Regions from separate parts of the Gossypium arboreum genome. Here region 1 is linked to region 2. A link is a contact called in public Hi-C data. All regions are on one chromosome and are shown on one strand. Each heading gives the region's core, a stretch centred on a gene start, on an enhancer-like site or on the middle of the called end of the contact. The rest is flanking DNA. Distances are from core to core; before and after follow the strand shown. Region 1 holds the start of LOC108464234 (protein MODIFIER OF SNC1 11). Region 2 holds the start of LOC108466928 (40S ribosomal protein S23-like).

Evidence for each region. A called contact is a pair of places that touch in the nucleus more often than the background predicts.
Region 1: a contact with region 2 is called in a Hi-C map of leaf, with 3 times the contacts expected there. The contact joins the promoter of LOC108464234 here to the promoter of LOC108466928 in region 2. A contact is called at or near these places in 2 of 5 Hi-C or Micro-C datasets (both in leaf).

What each region holds. Positions count from the first base shown.
Region 1 is chr13:53,562,586-53,566,663 of ASM2569848v2, forward strand. LOC108464234 (protein MODIFIER OF SNC1 11) reads left to right here and starts at 1,656. Exons shown (of 6, transcript XM_017764411.2): 1 at 1,656-2,172; 2 at 3,122-3,202; 3 at 3,292-3,420; 4 at 3,519-3,552; 5 at 3,687-3,753; 6 at 3,854-4,078. The coding sequence starts at 1,835. The coding sequence ends at 3,725.
Region 2 is chr13:53,186,102-53,190,455 of ASM2569848v2, forward strand. It overlaps LOC108466928 (40S ribosomal protein S23-like), which reads left to right and starts at 2,948. Exons shown (of 4, transcript XM_017767314.2): 1 at 2,948-3,102; 2 at 4,011-4,166; 3 at 4,267-4,354. The coding sequence starts at 3,098.

The DNA.
Region 1 (4,078 bases), core at 406-2,905, 380 kb after region 2:
TTCTGCTTACAGAAACATAAAATAAACTAACCCCTAATTTGTAGAGAAAGAAAATTGAAACGTTAAATTCTGATGGAACCCTCTTAATAAGGTTCTAAGAGCTTAATATTTATGATGTAAGGGTTAGATGACTAGATTAGGTCGAGTTACAAATTATTCAATGTGTTAATTATCATTGTGTAGATGAAAACACCCTTATCTATAAGTTGGGCCTCGTTGAACCGGTGTTGCGACATCACAGGACTGATGTTGCGACATTGAACATTGATTGCACCCCTTTTTTGCTTCAAAATTGGTTGTTGTGACATTAGACTTTGAATATAATTTCTTTAGGTTTGAAGTTGGATGTCACGACAGTGATAGTTGGTTGTTGCAATATTAATGCCTTGAAGCTCCTTTTTGCTTCGAAGTTGGATGTCACGAAATCCATCTTTGATGTTGTGACATTTTGGGGATTAACTCTTCAGCCTAAGACGATGTCCTACACACTCAATCAACACATCAATCTTCCCTTAGGCCCAAACTGGCCTAATAGGTCATAAAACCACACTGAAAGATCGTTTTATTCAATTAAAACTAAAAATTAAATAATTCTAAAATAAACATTAAAAACGTAAAACTACTTGAATACAAGCTCCTTGAGTCATGAAAAGAGCTTAACTTGCCATTGTAAATTGAGACAGATCAATTATATGGGGTTCAAACTCGAATCAAAACTCAATTGGATGTCTTAGGACATGTTATCCCTTTGATTTTTTTTTAAATTTTTTTCGATGATAGAATGTCGAGACATTGGGGTTCATATCTCTAGACTTGGCATCTTATGTCTCTAGATAGGTCTCGAGACATATCTATCATGTTTCAAACCTTTAACTTCGATGTTTATGTGTCTTGAAACAAAGGAGTTCTTGTCTTGAGACTTGAAACTAAGCAAACCTATTTTAGTAAACCCTCAACTCGCTCAATAAATTATTTTGTAGATTATAATCCTCTTAATGTATGTTTAAAAATCTAAAGAAACAATTAAAAAAAAATTTAACACCATTATAACTCTCTCAATAAATTATTTTAATTATTTAGTTGTTAAAATATGCTATTAGTTCATGTACTTATTTAAAATTTGAGATTTAGTTCCTATACTTTAAATGTTAAAATTTAATTATTCTACTTTTTCAATTTAAAATTCTAGTTTAATCATTATTGTTGTTTTTAATTTTTGTCAAAATTTGTAAACTTAACATGTTTATTTTAGCCAATCATATGTGACGTTATATGAGAACAATTTAATTAACACATCAATTTGATAAATTTTGATAAAAAGTACAAATAATATTAATATTTAGATTGAAATCTTAAAATCAAATAAATAAGAAGACTTCTTTTTTATTTTTTTAAGTACAATGACTAAATTTTAAGAATATTTTAATCAATGTTGTTTGAACAGGACTCAATTAGTCCATTGGATCGGAAGTAACCGAATGATCAATATAGAGAGTAATTTTGAAATGATTAAATCAAAAACCATTATAAACCGGTTAAAACAACTAAAACTCGATTCAACTGAATATTTTTAAATTTTTAATTAATTTTATCCTTAATTAACTTCTAACTCAAAATAAAAAGTACGTTAATTGAGAGTCGGTCTTAGCAGGCCATCCGGCCCAACAACAGCGAATGAAGAAAGGCGAAACGAAAAACCTTCTTGCCTTTATTGTTTAATCCTTAGCCTTTTTCCTTAATCCTTAACCAGCGAGTAAGAGAAGACAGTGACCCTCACCGCTCACTCTCTTAGGTCTCGGCTCCTCCTCTTCACGCAACTCTACCTACCATTCCCATGGCAACCACCACCGATAAACCCCTCGCTACCGCAAGGAACTCCGCGGCTCCATCCTCCGTCGCCAATTCATCCGCAGAACCGATCTCTAAGAAGACCGCCGAGCCCGCTCTGCCTTCCACCGATAAGTTAGATCCTCCTAGCTCTGATATTTCTGCTTCTGAAGTACCTCTTAAGGAGAGCAAGGGTTGGAAGACTGGCGGGACTGCTGGGGGCTCCGCCTCTGGGGGTGGCAGCGCTCCCGTTAACGACATCCAGAAGAAGATTCGCCGAGCTGAGCGGTTCGGCGTACCGGTCCAGTTGTCTGAGCAAGAGAAGCGTAATTCTAGGGCTGAGAGGTAACTACTTTAATCTCCCCGGGTTTATCGGGAATTCAGGGTTTTTCTTTTTGGTTTTGTACCTAGTCGATCAGAACTTCTAACGATAAGAGAAGAATTTGATTTTTTATTTTGATTGATTTCTGGAAATGTCTATTCGGATAAATTTCTTGAAATGCCATTCGATTCTTGGATCTTGAGGTGCTTAGAACCATTCATTATTGCTATTGAATTCGTTCCTCTAGTTTTTCCTTTTGTCTTGCTCTTCATGTTGGAGCTTATCGTATTTTGGATTTTATTAATTTATCCGTTGATTCTCTAGAGGTGAGTATAACCCTATCAGATCAGAGTCTTACCTAGTTACTAAGCTTGCTTGCATGTTCGCCTGGGACAACTTGGCAATTTAAGGCAAATCCTAACTTAGTTCTATATAATTAGAGAGAAACTATATGGCTTCTTAAAACAGTGTTACAAGGATTGGAGATCAGTCTGATATCAAAACGAAAATTGAAAGGTAACTTGCTACTTTTGTGAAACCTAATTCGATAGGGTAGTCTTATCCAGCTAAGTTTAGTAAGAACAAAATACTATGAATTGGAATATAAGAAGTATTTTGGAACTTTTGTGTGTGTGTGTGTGTGTGTGGTTTTTAATATAAATACATAATTCTAATTAAATGAATAGATAAATTTTGAAGTTCCTGAATGATTTGTTTTACGTTATAATTTTGGAGTGAACAATTTATTAAGGGACTTTAATCTTACTGAATTGGGTTGCTAGTGTTCCTTGATGGGAACGTGCAAACCAATTTGAAAATGGCTGGAAAGATAGTGTTTTCCTGTAACAGAGCCTTAAAATGTTGTAATAGAAGAGTTTTGTTGGTGGTAAAGCTGTAGCTGTGGATGTTGCCTTCCATTTTTTGACTTCTTTTTGTTTCTAACTTGTTGAGTGTGGACCAACCATTTTGCAGGTTCGGTACTGTGCCCAGCATGAATGGATCAGAAGCATCTAAGCAATCGGAGGACATGAAGAGGAAAGCCAGAGCAGAGAGGTTTTATTCTATATACCCTTTATGGGGGTGAATATGTGGCTTACATTTGCATTTTTATTCAGTTTGTCATTTTTATTGTTGTTTCTCAGGTTTGGGCTTTCTGTACCCACTACGGCTACTGATGAGGAGGCCAAAAAGAAAGCACGTCTTGCCAGATTTGCACAAGATTCCAAACCTGATACAGTGGAAGAGGAGAAAAGAAAAGCGAGGGCAATTAGGTATGTTCTACTGCTGAAAAGCTGTTTGATTTAATTTTAGAGATATATAAATGCCTAAGAAAATGTATATTGAACTTTGATTTATCTTGTCTTTCCAGGTTCTCTAATCCTCCATCAAGTACATCATCACAGGTGAATGGGAAGGGAAATATTGAGCCAGTAAGGCCTAAATTAGTTGTTTCTCTAGTGGATTTATTAGATAGGAGAAATTCAAGTGTTTTATAGGTGCTGTTCGAGATGTTGATTGATATACCTTTTTTTGTTAGGAGGCTCCTATTGCTGGAAAGGCTGGTGGAGGACCCTAAATACAAAATTTCCCTACCTAGTTAGAAGGTGACTTTGGAGATATGAATTGCTTTGATCTTCTATATATGCATTGCACAATACTCGAATATACTAGATCCATTCTATTACTTATACTTTTCATTTTCAGGTCTAGTAGTGTTGTAACAACTTGTACCTGTAGCGGCTTCTTTACAATGTTATCTTTCCAACCTCAGAATTATTAGATGTGGTACTCCTTCATCCTCGGATAAATTGCTAAAGCAGTGAAAGGTTTCGTTGGTAGTTTGGATGGCATTTTTCTCATTTCGGACATAACTACGATTTCTATTGACTTGGTGAGGCCTATAGAGGAATCAGCGATCACCTGTAGTGT
Region 2 (4,354 bases), core at 1,698-4,197:
CCATTTTATTTCATTAATTAGCCAAATGACCAAAATACCCTTAAGCCCTTTCTTTAAAGTTTTATCCATACATGCCCATTTTTGTCCAAAAACTTAGAAAGTGGGCAAATTGCTCTTTAAGACCTTCTAATTAATAATCTAAAGCAATTTCATACAAATTCCTTCTAGAATCCAAGTTTTTCAATTTATTCAATTTGGTCCTTATTTATCAATTGGACACCTTACTCATAGAATTTCTTCATGAAATTTTAACACATGAATATTTTCATATTCTAGACCTCATAATAATCATAAAATAAATATTTTAACGTCAAATTTTTTGTCCCGAAATCACTATTCTGACTAGGCCCTATTTTGGGATGTTTACAATGCTAGGTTGATTTGCATCTGAGACGGCTCCTGTTGCATCAACGCCATGTCCTTTTGCATTACTCTCATGTCCTTTTTCAACGTTGTTGTGATTCTATCACCGGCCATCAGGATTGATGTAGCTCTTATACCCTTAATACAATCTAGAAAATTCAGAGAGAAAATTGACTGAAGAGGGAAGGAAAACAAAAAGGAGGGCATGAGAAAGAGAAGTGAAAGTATGAGAATAAGCCAATTCTTTTCATAACAACCTCTTTTTTCAGATCGGTGGTTAAAAAAGGAGAGGAAATATATTCTTACAACTATTATGACAACTCCAAAACTCCACATTTCATTACCAGGTCCGTCTACCCTTGATAACCTCCTTCCCCAAAACGTACCGTTTAATTAAAAGGTTCAAAACGCAGTGTTTTACAAAAAAAAAAAGGAACTAAAATTAACAGACTTTTAAATAGTGACTGTTGTTGACCGATTTTGACTTTCTTTTTGGTCTGCAACACTATCTGTTCCCTATCTGTCTTCCACGATGAATCATAGTCACCTCTTCCTCTTCTTTCTAGTTCTCTTTTCATTTTCTCAAGAAACTTCTCAAAAATCAAAACAAAAAATCATTCTTTAAAACTTTCCAAGCCCAATCTATAAATTTGACTATTGAACCATCATGAAACTTTGACCACGGTTTGTCCTCACTATTTCTAGCTTTTTGACCGTTTGGATTTTCGACAACAGGATGATTACCAATCAATTTACTAAACTAATTTAATTATGTTAATTAATTTAATTTTCTTTTGATAAAAATAAGAAGGAACGACCCTTAACAACTAGCCAACAAAATCAACTCCTAAACAAAGAGAAACTATAGAGAGTGAACATATATTTTCACTTTTATTTAAAATAATAGATTGCCACTTAATTTAATAAATTTCAATATATTATTTGAATAATTTAAAAAATACATTTAAGTCTTCAATTAATAATCATTAGAAATTTGATCTTTGAACATTTTTTGAAAATATAAAATGTGTAAATCTATGAACAACCTTATTCCCTAAAAAAATCAATATCTATTTAAAGGTAATAAAATTCTATTAAAATAATAGGTAAAGTATACCAATAGTCACTCAATTTTGATATAAATGACAAAACAACCACTCAACTTTCAATTTAGTCAATAAACTTTCGAAAAATAATGAATCAGTCACCATTAACAATTTTTCATTACGGATGTAACAGAGTTGCCATTTTCCGTTACAAACATAAAGGAACTGTCATTTTCCATCCTTCTCTCCCCCTCCCCTCTTGTCTCCCTCCCCCTACCACCGCTCTCCTTTCCCTCTCCCTCTCCCCCACTATCCCCTTCCATCTGCTAACCCACCCACCCTTCAAGCCCCTTGCTTTTGTCTCCCAAAACCATGGTCTAGTTCTTCCCAACCAAAAATCTCAGTTAAATACATAAAAAAAAGGTCGCGTTCTTAATTTTTTTCCGCTTTAACAAGTTTCTAGATCACAACTGCTTTAATTTTTTTTATTTGGATTGGGTAAGACAGGTTAAACAAAACCCTTATTTTATATTTCATAATTTCGTTATCTTGTTGTTTCAAAATTCATTTGTTAGGTTTTTTACTTAGTCATTTGTATTATAGACAAATCACTGTGATTATTATTAGGTAAGATGGGTTAAACAACAATGACTGTTGGTGTACTTTACCTTTATTATTATTGGGTAATGAAGAGTTCGGGCAATCAAATCACTATGATTTCAAAGCAATCAGAAAACGATGGATCCCGTTTTAGAAAAGCTCAAATTCCTTAAAATTGTAAGCTCAAATCCATTTTTGTCAATAATTTATACATTTTTAGATATTCTTTTCCCTTTTTTTTCATTTGGATATGAGAAGAAAAACCTAGAAATAACTTCAAAATAACTTGTTTCTGTCATTGTTGTTTTTGCCAAATTTGTTAAAGCTTCCATTTAGTAAAACAATAAGATGATGAGAGAAAGAGAGAAGCTTACTAGTAGTGATGCGGGAAGAGGAATGAAGCAGTTTAACTAAAAAAAATTAAGAATAGGACCTTTTTTTATGCATTTAACTGAGATTTTTGGTTGGGAAGAACATGACCCATGGTTTTGGGAGACAAAAATCAATGGGCTTGAATGGTGGGTGGGTTAGCAGAAGGAAAGGGACGGTGGGAGAGAGGGAGAGGGCCGAAGTAAGGGGAGGGACGATGGAGGAGAGGGAGAGAATCGGAGTAGGGGGATTGTTGGGAAGAGGGATAGGGATGGGAAAGCCGTAGCAAAGGGTGGGGGAGAGAAGGAGGAAAATGATAGCTCTGTTACGTCTGTAAGGAAAAATGGTTAATAGTGACTGATTTGTTATTTTTAAAAAATTTAGCGATTAAGATGAAAGTTAAGTAATTGTTTTGTTATTGAGATTAAAATTGTATAACTATTGGTTTACTTTACCCTAAATAATTAATACAAAATATTTTCAGCCCAACCCGACTTGGGACCGAGTAAAGTAGCTGAAAGCACCTATTTTAAATATTTATTATGGGTCCAAATTACAGCCCACTATATATCTATATATGCCCATCGTTTGTAGGGTTAGGGCCTTAAGCAGCAGCTTCGAGGTTTATACTTCAAACTTAGCGGCAGCAGATTTTTCTTTGTCTTCGCCTCAATCTCTCTGGAAACCCTCGCCGCAGTTGGAATAACCTCTCAGCCAATATGGGGTATGTTTTCTTGCTATCAATTTCAGCATAAATCCGTAGCTTGTTTCTTTTCTTAGCTTCCCTACCCTTTTTCTTTTTACTGTTAAGCTGATCTTGCTTGTTTAATTAAATGATTTTTTTATGAGAAGTATCGGTTTTCGGATGTGGGTTGTTGGGTCTCTAAGTCTTGTATTAATTCTACACTTTGAAAAAAAGATTGGGAATAATGAGACTTTATAGCTTTGAGTGCATTGCACCTGCTATTGATTTTAGATATTGTGTTTTTTTTTTTTTTGGAAATTTGATTGCTGGTTTAGGCGTTTTAGCTTTAAGATTGAAAGAATGAGTTGGAATATGGATTTTGGTTTATGATTCTCTGTATGAATAATGCTATGAGCTTCTTGAAAGCCAGAAAATTTTTCTTGTATTTGATTTTCCAAGGGTTTAGGAGTATTATATATGAATGGCAGTTGAACAATGCTTGTTTGAAATTACAAAATGTCGACTTTCACCTGAAGTGATACAAACTCTTTCTGTCCTCCATCAAACACTTTTAAAAGCTACATAAGATTTACGAAGTTTGATGTTTAGAATTTTATATTTTGAGGAGTTCTAATTTATGAGATTAAGGGTAGATGGTAGACCTGTCAATTGGACGATGAAGTTGTTTTGGATCAGGTCAATTCGGGTTTTAGGATTTTTAGGCCTGTTTTGGGTCTGGGTTAATTTTAGGTTCAAGTTGTCTTTCAAGTTTTCTGGGGTTGGTAATTATGCATTTGGGTACATTCGGGTTCGGGTTGGATAGATTTTGGTTGTTTACTTTTTAGGGTCAAATTGTGTTGGGTTTGTTTGGTTCAGGCATTTTGGGTTGATTGAGTTCTTAGATTCGTTTCAAAAGCAATAGGTCTTATTAAGGGTTTTTCATTCAGGAAGACACGTGGAATGGGAGCTGGACGCAAGTTGAGGACCCACAGGAGGAGGCAACGGTGGGCCGATAAGGCATACAAAAAATCCAACCTTGGAAATGAATGGAAGAAGCCATTTGCTGGTTCTTCCCATGCCAAAGGCATTGTCCTTGAGAAGATGTAAGAATTCCCTGTTCTTTTTTTTTTTTTTCTTTTTTGGTGCTTTTGTTTTCATTGAACACTAATTCAATATATGCACTAATGGCTTTATAACATCCAGAGGTATTGAAGCTAAGCAGCCGAACTCTGCTATTAGGAAGTGTGCTAGAGTTCAATTGATCAAGAATGGGAAGAAGATTGCGGCATTC